Linked DNA regions of Rattus norvegicus: all the other regions are linked to region 1. A link is a contact called in public Hi-C data. All regions are on one chromosome and are shown on one strand. The core of a region is the stretch at or near the end of the contact, and the rest is flanking DNA. Distances in the headings are between cores, read along the strand shown.

Evidence for each region. A called contact is a pair of places that touch in the nucleus more often than the background predicts.
Region 2: a Hi-C map of liver shows a contact between it and region 1, with 2.5 times the contacts expected there. The contact joins two enhancer-like sites. A contact is called at or near these places in 8 of 12 Hi-C or Micro-C datasets (the A7r5 cell line, frontal cortex, hepatocytes and 4 more).
Region 3: a contact with region 1 is called in a Hi-C map of liver, with 2.4 times the contacts expected there. The contact joins two enhancer-like sites. A contact is called at or near these places in 3 of 12 Hi-C or Micro-C datasets (kidney and liver).

Annotation. Positions count from the first base shown.
Region 1 is chr3:73,965,803-73,969,728 of GRCr8, reverse strand. No RefSeq gene overlaps it. Among named protein-coding and RNA genes, the nearest start is that of Cers6, 71 kb to the left of the region's middle. Within about 2 kb of position 2,193, at least 6 of the 93 cell types and tissues checked have an H3K27ac peak or open chromatin away from gene starts, as enhancers often do. A contact at or near this core is called in liver, where this site is marked.
Region 2 is chr3:74,218,596-74,222,521 of GRCr8, reverse strand. All of the region lies in intron 6 of Cers6 (ceramide synthase 6), which reads right to left. Among named protein-coding and RNA genes, the nearest start is that of Nostrin, 92 kb to the left of the region's middle. Within about 2 kb of position 1,836, at least 12 of the 93 cell types and tissues checked have an H3K27ac peak or open chromatin away from gene starts, as enhancers often do. A contact at or near this core is called in liver, where this site is marked.
Region 3 is chr3:74,151,341-74,155,266 of GRCr8, reverse strand. The region is part of intron 3 of Cers6 (ceramide synthase 6); the gene reads right to left. Among named protein-coding and RNA genes, the nearest start is that of Cers6, 110 kb to the right of the region's middle. Within about 2 kb of position 1,851, at least 2 of the 93 cell types and tissues checked have an H3K27ac peak or open chromatin away from gene starts, as enhancers often do. A contact at or near this core is called in liver, where this site is marked.

The DNA.
Region 1 (3,926 bases), core at 944-3,443:
TCTATGTAGAGAGTTTCCAGGGTAGCCCGGAATACTTAGTGAGAATAATAATAAATAATAATAAATAATAAATAATAAATAAATAATAAATAAATAAATAAAAACAAAAGCTAAAAATATCAACTAATTCTATGCAAAGCTGATATAGGCTTAGATATTTTACAAAGTTAAGATGGTCTCCAGTTGCTAAGTTGTAATCTCATCTCTCTCCTCCACTCCAGCAGTTTCTTTTTCTTTTTTTGTGAAAAAAAGCCATTAAAATGAGAAATGGAGAGATTAAGCTAAATTTCAGACAATGGTAGTAGTAACAACAACAACAACCCTTCTGTTCACAAGCCCATAAGACAAGAATGGCTTCTGTCTCATCTTGTTAATGGAGTGCACACACTGTCATCCTCCTAGTACTGGATCCTATTAAACCACACTCTTCTTTTTGCTTTCAGAGAAACAACTCGGTGTGAGCACACTGTAATAATAGAAACATGAAAACAGCCCCATTTGCTAACATCAAAAGGCCTGGACTGATGAACTCAAACATCAGAAAGTAGGTTAATTTTTTTTTTTTATTCTCCTTGAGAGAGAGTGGGAGGTGAAGCAAATGGGGTGGACCAGTTAAGAAGCTGAGGGTTTGAAAACTGTGTCCTATGATACAAGGGAAAAACGGAGAAGCAATGTTCCACAGATAAGACCCACTCGAAATACGGGGATATAATAATGGAACCACTACAGTAAAGAACTCCTCTCTCAAGTTGTAGCACTTCACTGGGGACTTCCTGCAGCCACGGCATGCCTATTAGTTTCTCATTGGAGCAGCTGCGCTCAGTCTTTTTGGACTACAGCTCTTCCTGGATGACATTTAAATATGCAACCTTCCCACAGGAATGGCCAGATGTCAACAAGTTCAAAACATTTCATGTGTGTGCAGAAGTGAAACACCGGGGTGATTTGTAACGGTGAGTGGAGCTAAAGGTAGTTAGAGAAAGACTAGGCCGCCATTCCCAACACCTTCAGCTAGCACCACATCCTTTCTTCCGTCCAGGAAGGCTATGGGGTTAGATAGAAAATTTAGGGGAGGGCTGAAAAGATGGCTCAGCGGTTAAGAGCACTGACCGCTCTTCCAGAGGTCCTGAGTTCAAATCTCAGCAACCACATGGTGGCTCACAACCATCTGTAATGAGATCTGATGCCCTCTTCTGGTGTGTCTGAAGACAGCTACAGTGTACTCACATACATTAAATACATAAATAAAAAAAAAAAAGAAAGTTTAGGGGAGAGGCTTTGAATCCATTCTTTTATTCTTATTATTAATTAAAATATTTGCCTTAGCTGGGAAGTGGTGGCACACACCTTCAATCTCATCACTCAGGAGGCAGAAGCAGGCAGATCTTTTAGAGTTCAAGGCCAGCCTGATCTAGAGTGAGTTCCAGGAGAGCCAGAGCTACACAGATAGAAACTCTGTCTCAAAACAACAGCAACAACAACAGAACAACAGCAACAGAAACAAACCTAAAACCCTAAAGCAAAAAAAAAAAAAAAAAAATGCCAGTGGGACTTCTCGTTCCTATCAGTTATGGATGTGCCATTGAATAAATAGTAGGAAGGAGGGGGAAGAGAGAGGTGTTTTATAGGAAACAGAAACTGGGAAGCAAAGCAAGAGTGATAGGAGAACTTGAAAGCATGTGTCCTGCTACAGAACCTCTTGGCTTCCTTACTTAGTGGCTGCAGTTGGGAGACAAGGCGAGCAACTGACTTTATCCTTTGCCCAAAGTCCCAGGTCTGGGGTGCAAGGCCAGAGGACAGTCTAAGGTGAAGCAACAGATCCCAGGACTTCTTATGGGCATGAAGAAACTAGAAAAGAGGTCTCCTTTTTTTTTTTTAATGAGACTGGGATTATCTTGTCATCTAGGCCGGCCTCCCCTTTAGGGTCTCCCCCACCCCTCACTCCCTCGTGTCAGGGTTCCAGGTGCTTTTGATAGCCAGTCTAAGGCCCTAAAACACTTTCCTGGACTCACTGAGAAAACTGTTCTCACTTACTGTCTGATTACCAAATACCTTCACTTGTAAACATGTCCATTTCCTAAAAGTTCACTGTTTCAAAGGAGAGCATCTGTTTCGAAAGACTTTTCATATTGCAATCTGTAACAGCACAAACTATTAAGTAATTCGGTAGGAATTTCAACATTAGGAAAGGGCTGTGTGTCACAGTTATGCCAGGAAACAGCACATTCATGGACTTGATCGTTGTGGGTTAGTAAGGAGACTCTTATTGACAAAAGAATGAGTTCAAGAGAACCAGGCGATAAAGTCCCTGCTATTAGTACTGCTGGGACTGCTAATACCAGGTCCTCTTAATCCCTGGTCCTGCAGGGGTCGGTGTGTGTGAAATATTATGTGGCCTCTCCCAGGGAGACATGAACAAACCTTTATTCATTCCACATAAGACACCAAAGACAGACCAAACAGTTCCACCCAAATCCACTTTGGTGAAGCAAGGGGTTTATTGGGGTTCCTTACAGAAGCATCCAGAAGGGGTTTCCATATGAAATGAATGACTTCAAGGCAGAGGCATCACTGGAAAGCCTGCCCAGCTGGTATGAGTGACCACCCAGGGAAGCTGTAACTCAAAAGTTCTCAGGCTGATTTGCAGCAAATCCACAGGGATGCATCCCCTCCCCCGGCCCTGCCCTGATTTTATAACCTTAGACTGGGGGCCCTGTGAGTCTTTAATGGTCTGAGATTCTTCAGTCTTGTGATTCTCCCTCCTCCCTCCAGGAGGGAATGTTTCAATTCAGAGAAAATAGCAATACAACAGCAGTGGGGAGCTATGAAGTTTGGTGAGTGGTGAGTGGCAGGAGCTGGGGCTGAAGGGAGAGAGAGCAGACACCAGGCAAGCACAGTTAGGCCAGGAGGTTTGCAGGAGATGGCTGAACTTGAGATTCGGTTGTTTGTGGGGCTCCCACAAGTCCAGAAGCCAGAGGGAACAGGAAGAGGAGAGTGAAGGACTTGGAGACCAGAGCAAGGTGGAAAATGGAAAACACAGTCGAGATAGGATAAGGGGCGAATGAGCTGCCCAGAGCACTTCTGCAGAGCTCACCCTACATACCCTCCTTCCCCTTTCATCCCTCTGTGATCATTGGCAACAGTTAAAAAAGGAGAATTGAAAAACTATACTTTCTGAACATCACAGTACTCACCATTTTGATTTGGGGTGATTTCCTTTACTGGTGGGTAAGCAGACCACGCCCCTGGATGTTAATAGCCATAAGAGGCAATCAATCTACATAGTCTGAATAAATGTTGAATCCTTCCCTGACCGCAAATATGATCTGGACATAAGTCTATCTTATAATTCGGTTTCTGCAGACAAAAGGCCACGGAGATTAACAAATTGTTCCCAGGCTTCCCCTCCACTTTAATTGCACGAGGACCCATAATCTGCTGGACTCAAGAGCTACGCTTCCCACTTACATAGGGCTGGCAGTCTTTGCTCATCAGCTCTGAAGAGGCTTGAAGTGAAGCTCCAAATGGCAAAGAATAGCAGCTTGAAAATTAACAAGTCCCCAAAGGTTTCGTCTCGCTGTAAGAGTAAAATGATTTATTCTGGCATTTTGACAATCTGTACAGATGGCTCAGGGAGACGCTTGGGAGCAAGACTTTTACCTCTCCAGGACTTGTGGCTCTCCTCGAGTTATTCACGATGCCGGAGGGAGCCTAGCACTCTTCAGGTGCTGTAATCCTGCCCTGGCAGCCCTCACACAAATCCCTAAAGTTTATTACGTAGTTAACTCGTGTTTTTGTTAGCACGATGTTTATTTGGATACAGTTTGTACGCAGGGAAACAGTTCTGCATTCAGACATGTCTAAAGAAAGACTAGATTAAACAAATAGAAGTATAAATGGTTTTCCTATGATAGAACCTTACGCCC
Region 2 (3,926 bases), core at 587-3,086, 250 kb before region 1:
AAGTCACTCTTATGAAAGACAATGCTCACACACCAGGGTCTCAGGACACCTTTACATTCCTCAAAAGCACTGAAGAGGTAATGCTCAATCTGGCAGACGTGAAGATGTTCAGAAAACACATGCCACTTACTTCGGCTGCTGAGACTATTGAAACAATGGTCCCTAAAATAGAAATGTCCAGGAATCTCATGCTGGCAGAAGAAAAAGGCTGAAGCCTGGTGCCGGCAGAGGAGAGACTAGTCTCCCGGAAAGAGATTTCACACAGTTGAAGGAGAGACGAGCTGAGGCAATAGTGGATCGAGGTGTAGAGCGTACCTTGACCAGAATTGTTTAGCCAAGAGGACCAATATTTGTGGTCCTCTGTTTAAACTAAAATCTCGTGCTAGTACCCTGAAGATAGACTGGGGTGTGTGTGTGTGTGTGTGTGTGTGTGTGTGTGTGTGTGTGTGTGTGTGTATGGTATATGTGAGTTTGTGTGTGTATGGTGTATGTGTGTGTGTGTAAGTTTGTGTGTCTGTGTATCTATGTGAGTTTGTGTGTGTATGGTGTATGTGAGTTTGTGTGTGTATGGTGTGTGTGTATTGTGTATGTGAGTTTGTGTGTGCGTTATGTGTGAGTTTGTGTGTGCATGGTGTATGTGAGAATGTGTATGTGTGTGTGTAAATCTGTGTGTCTGTGTATCTATGTGAGTTTGTGTGTGTGTTTTGTCACTAGATTTCTTCATGGCCACATACATAAACAGATTTCCTTCTACTGTCAAGCCCAGCTTTTACACAGATGTTGGGGATCCAAACTGAGCTCTTCACATTTTTGCAACAAGTATTTTAGCAGCTGAGTCTGCTTCTCACTATCTATGCGTCTCTGTAGCTGGCTTATTGAAGATAGGTGGCCAAGTTTGTCCCATTGGTGCTAGCATGGCACAGGCTCTGAACCTGGTGACAAAGAATTTCCAGGAGGATTTATTCATGTGAGCTCTAGCAGCATTCATCCTAGTAGAGGTAAAAGAGTGAACCCTGCCTTGCTGGTGCAGTAGGAATCAGTTCAGTTTCTGTGCTGCTTATTTATGCTTGGGACATTACCACGGGACAGGTTCTGAGACCTCCTTTCTTAGCTCAGAAAACCAAGAAAGACACAGAAAGGCAAAGTAACCTTCTCTTCAAGGTCACACTGGGGACTGTGCTGGACAGGGAAGGGGTCTCGATACTTTCTCATGATGGTGAATTTAAGGGGTCATTCTTTAGTATAAGATATGTTTTTCTTATTATGCTAAAATGGCCCCCCCCTGTGAATTAATGGTAGCTGCTTTTCAAATGTTCTTCTTTGGGGAAAGGAAAGACGTACTCACATTTGCTTACGCTCTTTTTATGATTACCATGTTGATTTTGATTGATCAGAAATATGTAAATCTATGAACACTAGTTTAGTTTTAGTTCTCGGCTTAGATTTGGTTAAATTTTGATTACTATGTGCCAGGTGTTACTCATTTTTATCCACTGAACATGGTGTTAATTTAGTGTATATTACTTCCAATTCAATCTAGGGTACACTGGGTCCTTACAGGGAATTAAAGATGCATTTCCTTTTACTCTATAGGAAAGGTCTGGGACACGGGTAGGCTCTGTAAGAGAGCTAAAGCCCCACAGTAGTGGACATAAGTGTTTCCACCAAAAGTTACAAGGGAACCAAACATGCCAGTCACCAAGTTTTCCTTGTGCTATATTTCATCACTAAATCTCTCTCTGTCAAGACTATTTGACAAGATGTAGTGCTCCTTCTAGAACAAGAGAAAGCACCAGGCAGATATTACCAGCCAGGGTCTGGAACTGCTCCAAGGAGGCCTGTCTGAACATGAGCAGGGCCCCATTGGCCGAAGGCCCGGGCCTTTGAGCCAAGCAGCAGCAGTGGCTTTAGAAGGGACATGCGGTTTAGACATAAGCAAGCTGTTCTGAATGGAACAGAGTATTTATTAGCTTGTCTTGGAAAATGTAGATGCACAGAAAAATGCTCACTGAGAACAGGTGGCCAAAGCCCAGAATTGGAACACATGGTAAGCCTCGAGGGAACAGAGAGAATGCCTGATAGTTTTGATGGTATCTTAACTATTTTTTTTAAACGAAAGAAAACTATAAGAAAAAAAAAAGTAAGGAAAAATCTTCAGGAAGGCTTACACTTTTTTGTAGCATGTATTTAAATTATAAGTCCACTGGGCTTTCGCCAGGCCCTTCCTTTAATAGCAGTGTCCCCCACTGAGCAGTTAAGTCCCAACTTTGGAAATGAACAAATCATCGTATTCTTTCTCAAACACAGAAGGGATTGGAAGGCTCTCCCCTCGTTTTGAATCTCTAGATTTTTGGTGGAAAAAAATAATGTTGAAAAGGAGGATGAATCTTTGAATATCCTATCATTTTTAAAAGACTGATAAAACGACTCCGTAAAAACGCTGATCTCTAAATCTGAGTGTGACGGCTGGGGCCTGTAATCTTAGCACCCAGGAGGCAGGCTCAGGCGGCATGTCTGAGCCCAACGTGGGCTACAGAATAAAAACTTCCCTGTCTCAAGATAAACAAAAACAACAAAAGGCATGTGATTACAGTGTAGAGAAATGATTTATAAACTGAAAGGAACTCTTGTTTAGCCTTTTTAAGACCCGGCCTTTGTTTGAAATGATCGTTTGGCTTGCTGTGATTTAACAAGGGAACCTGAGTCCTGCTAATTACTTTTAAGGACCTCACACATAGCCAGTTTCCCAAAGCTGCTTTTAGCCTCCACTGCTCACAGGGCTTTAACAGGTCCATTCCAAGATGAGGAAAGGATGATTTCAGACAGCTGAGTTAACACCGCCACATAGAAAGTGGAGAGTGTCTGGCAGCCAGTATATATCATAAATAACCAATGGCTGGAAGAGCAGATCTTCCTGATGGGAGTGGAATGGTAGGGAGCTGCTGGAGACTTATGGGGCCAGTCAGAGAGGCAAAAGGGCAGCCTAGAGCTACAGTGTCTAATGGCAGACAGCAGCGAGAGAATCGGTTCCATATTAACACCTGTGCCAGCTACTAAACAGGTCTGGTGGCGGCCAAATGCCTATTTTGTGTAGAAACCAGAAAAAAACAGCTGTGTCAGAATATACAAAACTACTCTGATCAAATGAAAATAGAGGTGCCAAGCATTGTAATAGCTTTGTGGAAAAAAACCCATAAAGCCAAGTTTTAAACATTGACTATATACTGGCTTAGGCTCAATTCCACAGACTTCCTGGCGAAATGATCATTTTTCTTAAGTGTTCCCTATCTGACGTCTTAACTGTACTAAAAAAAATATAAAGAGCTATATACTTCAATGTTTTAAAGCAACCTGCCCACCAAAGTGGTCAAGATGATGCCTATTTCTCTTACAACAAGGGAGAGTCCCCAAATATACCTGCTTACGAAAAAGACAAATTATATGCACAATAGGAAAACTCAAGTGAGTGGAGGGGCTCAGTGACCTTTTGGAATAGGAACATCTTCTAGGACTAGGCTTTTAGAAACAAAAGACAGTCATTCCCTGCTCAGTTAATGTGGCCACCTGTGGATGGCACTCCAAAATATCAGCAGGCAAAGGAAGACTCCATAAAACAGGGGAATGCTACAAGAGCCTGTAAGAGGCTCATGTCACGAGCATGACAGGGCAAGGCAGGACTTGTGAAATGCGTCTACTCTCGGAATGAATCTTAAGACCTCACTTTGCAACCCATGACTCTAATTCACTCCCACGTCACATGGCCTTAAGAGATTCACGCTGATTCATCCAGCATTAATTTCTCAAGTTAAAAAAATATAAAAGAAAGAATGTTCTGCACCTCTGTGCTATGTAAAGTGTGACTTATGTGGCTACCAGGACAAATGAGCTACTGGAAAAGTAAATATAAAGTGAGTTTAATACGGAAC
Region 3 (3,926 bases), core at 602-3,101, 190 kb before region 1:
GCAAATATAAATCTGCGAATTGAATTTGAGATTTTAATGTAGGAAGTTAAGGCCAAGAAATTGAAGTCTACTTGAGAAATTGTCAATTTCTTACTCTTATAAACACAAGACCGAAGGGCTGTGGGCCGGCTAGTGATAGGAGACTAACAGGAATTCACCCCTGGGCTCTGTCTTCAGAAAGGAGAGGTCCACCAGCAGAGAAACACATAAGACTACCAGTAAATACAAATGAAGCCATGATTTAGCACCATGAAAAAACAACAACAACGACAACAACAACAACGACAACAACAACAACGACGACGACGACAACAACAACAACAACAACAACGACGACAACGACAACAACAACAACAACGACAACAACAACAACAACAACGACAACGACAACGACAACAACAACAACAACAACGACGACGACAACAACAACAACAACAACAACAGATCTTTTGCACTGAGAGTCGTAATCATGTGGAAGCTGGTTCAAAATTATTTCCCAGAGTAGGCTGCAAGCTTCTGTGGGATAGTACAGAGGGTCTTGTTGCTGTTGCTATCTTTCTTTTTACTTTTTTTTTTTTTCTGTGAAATTCTGGGTGGGAAAAGACATCCACCTGCTCTGTCAGCTGGCACGGATATTTTTATGCACCTTTGTGAAGTAGAGTACATCCAGCCAATTTGCCTCGTTGAATCATAGGATGTGGGCTGATGTGTAACCAGTGCTGGGTGGTGGGGACGGTGAGGCATCTGACAGAGGGACTGCAATCTCCTCAGCGACCGTTCTGTGTTTGTCTGGAAGTTAATGTACACTAACCCACAGAGTATGATGCCAACAGACACACTGAAGGTATTTTGTACAATATCAGCAGAGATGGGTGGTAGTTAACTGCCCAATGCTATACAAAGTAGAAAGTGGATATAACAGCTATTCATATGTGAGTATTACAAAGCCACTAGATCAATTTAATTTAATACCAAGAGTTAGTAAGTACAAGCCATTCAGCTAGATGCCACAAACCTTGGACAGATGACTTTTAGATGAATTCCCATTTACAGGCAAGATGAAATAGACACACAAATGACCACAACTCTGGATCACTTGTCAGGTAGATGAGATCATGCTGCCTCAGGGGTTCTAGGGAACCTCACGTCAGACGGTAGGACAAAGTTTTTCCTACTTCTGGAGAGGTATGCGAGGGCTCTGGAGCAACCCTGAAACAATCTTGAAGCCCTTTCCTTTGCTCTGAGAAAGGTATAACAATTTCCCAATTCTAATTGAGAATGAGAAGGTGGTGAGTTCACCCGGGGCTGGGCAGGCACTGTGTCATCTATAATATTTATGGTGTTTATGGTGAGGTGGCACAGAGGGTGTCTTAGTTAAGGTTTTTATTGCTGAGATTAAATACTGTGACCAAAATCAACTTGGGGAGGAAAGGGTTTATTTTATCTCACAGCTTATGAATCAATCATCCAGAGAACTCAGGCCAGGAACTCTAGGCTGAATCAAAGGCCACGAAAGAGTGCTGCCGTACTGTGCCATGGTTTGCTTAGCTTGCCTTCTTACTCGCTCCAGAACCACCTGCCAGGCATGAAGCAACCCACAATGGGCTGGGACTTTCTACAGCAATCACTGACCAAGAAATGCATGATGGATTTGCCTACAGGCAAATGTCATTTAAGCATTTTCTCAATTCAGAGCCCTTCTTCCCAAATGACTCTACCTTGTGTCAACTCAACATAAAACTAGCCAAGAAAGGGAGGATGCTTAAATGTGCAGGATTTTGTGTACAGGTTACACTGGACACAGTAGCTCAAGGTCATAAGCTCTGATGCATACCTACAACAAGGCAAAACCATTTGGGCTCTGCCAGGTAGTACAGGCTTCTCCCGGGTGAAGTTGAGTACAGAGCTCATTCGAGTCCTGCATTTTTTTTTCTTTTCTTTTTTTGGAGCTGGGGACCGAACCCAGGGCCTTGGGCTTGCTAGGCAAGTGCTCTACCACTGAGCTAAATCCCCAACCCCGAGTCCTGCATTTTTTTTTTATAAATATCTGAAAAATCCAACTAGTAGAGATGAAAAACTTTGAAAGCTAACTTGCCTATAAAAATGCTTATGTCCTGAACCACACTACTTATTAAAACATTCCTAACAACTAAACTCTTGTTAAATTAATTTATAAGGAAGATAAAACTGTTTTTTGAGGATAACGGACACCTGGAGAGAAAGAGGGAAAAAGTTGTGTCCCTTCACAATGCCAAATTCTTGAGGCTTTAAGATACTCTTGAGCCTTAAGAAGGTTCTTAAGGAAAGCTTAAGATACAACACCTTGTCTCTATGGCAGATCAAAACTTACGCTATAGAAGCACTGGTTAGGTAGTTTCCTTCATTCAAAACCCCTTTAATGGAAGGACCACTCTCTTCACTTCCCCAAGAAAATCAAAGTTCATATGAAGTACCCAAATACATCTGATGCTCTTTTTAAGGTGCCAAGTTTAGGGCTGGACTGTAGTGGTGTAGTGTTTTCCTCTGACGTCCTAGGTTCTGGGTTCGATACCCTATTCCCCCCTCCTCCCAGGGCTCTGCTCTCCTAGCCTCCTAGAAAGTTCATGTCTATGTATAACCAGCTGTACCTCCTGCTTGTAGGGATCGACTGACAGATCAGTGACACTAATGAACGTACGCATCAATCAGGCACCAGACAGAGTAGTCTCTGTTCCTGAAAGGTACAGAGGGTCCTCAACACAAGTCTTCAAGCACCCGAAAGTCTTTACATAGGCTTCAAACAGTGCACCGATATCAAAGGAGCATCAACAAGCTAGCTCTTCTCGGAAGTATCTTCCGAAAACAATGTTTCTTTTTTAATATAAAAAGATACACTTTAGGCAGGGACAGTCACTAACCTGTGTACTGTCAGAAATCACTCAAGACAAAATGATAAACTCCAGAACGTCACAGTTGAATTCATTCTGGAAATGATTATTTCTAAATACAGTGACATTTTCTCTGTTCTTAACTGTTTCCAACTACACTCTCGTTTTTAGGGAAGCATAAAAGCTTCAGAAGGAAAATATAGAAAGGCCAAGAATTTATTGCCCTTCCGTATAAAGCAGTGACTCACAGGGAGCATCCTCAGGTTACCAACTCTTACACCTCACATGTAACTGTCCTCCATGTCCGGGAGAGAACGAGAATGAAGGAAAATGAGAGACAGGCTTGTGTGACTAGAAAATGAGAGAGAAGTGGGGGTGGACCTCCGGGTAGTTCTCTTCCCAAACAAGCAGCCTGGTTCCCATTTTTCTACAGTGTGACTTCTCACCCAATTTGTTCAGTCTCTCAGAGTACCTGTTTCCCTAAGTGTTAAAAAGAAGAAGGGAAGTAGAAAGAAATGCACAGAGAAAGGAGGAAGACTCTCTACTTCCTGATCCTGTACCAGAGAAGTGCCGTGATTTGGAATTTAATAATGCTTACAGAGAAGCCTTGGAAATGACAGAGCTTTACAAATGTCAAGTGCTGCTATTACAACCTGCTCACTTAACTCTCAGTGGCCTCTTCAGGCCCATGTTTCTCTTGTTCCTGAGGCAGCAAAGGATCTCAAGGGAAGTAGATTATCATGGCCTGGTCCCAGCAAAAGCCTTCTATACACATCTCCTTTCCCCGGGCCTAATGGACTCTCTGACAAAAGGTTCAGCCTTTGTGTTAACTGTTCAATGTCATATGAGTGTGGTACTTAATATAACTGTACAAGGAAATTAAGACACGCTGATTAAAGAATATTGCTCTACTGGGGAACACAAGATTGGTAAGAATCTTGCAGAGATGGTCAGGAGTTCTTTCTGTAGTGGCTGAGAAATTAAGAGTTATGTTTTTCATTAATCCTGTAGCTGTGTTTTCCATGATTCTGAGAATGCCAAATATTATTTATAAAGCAT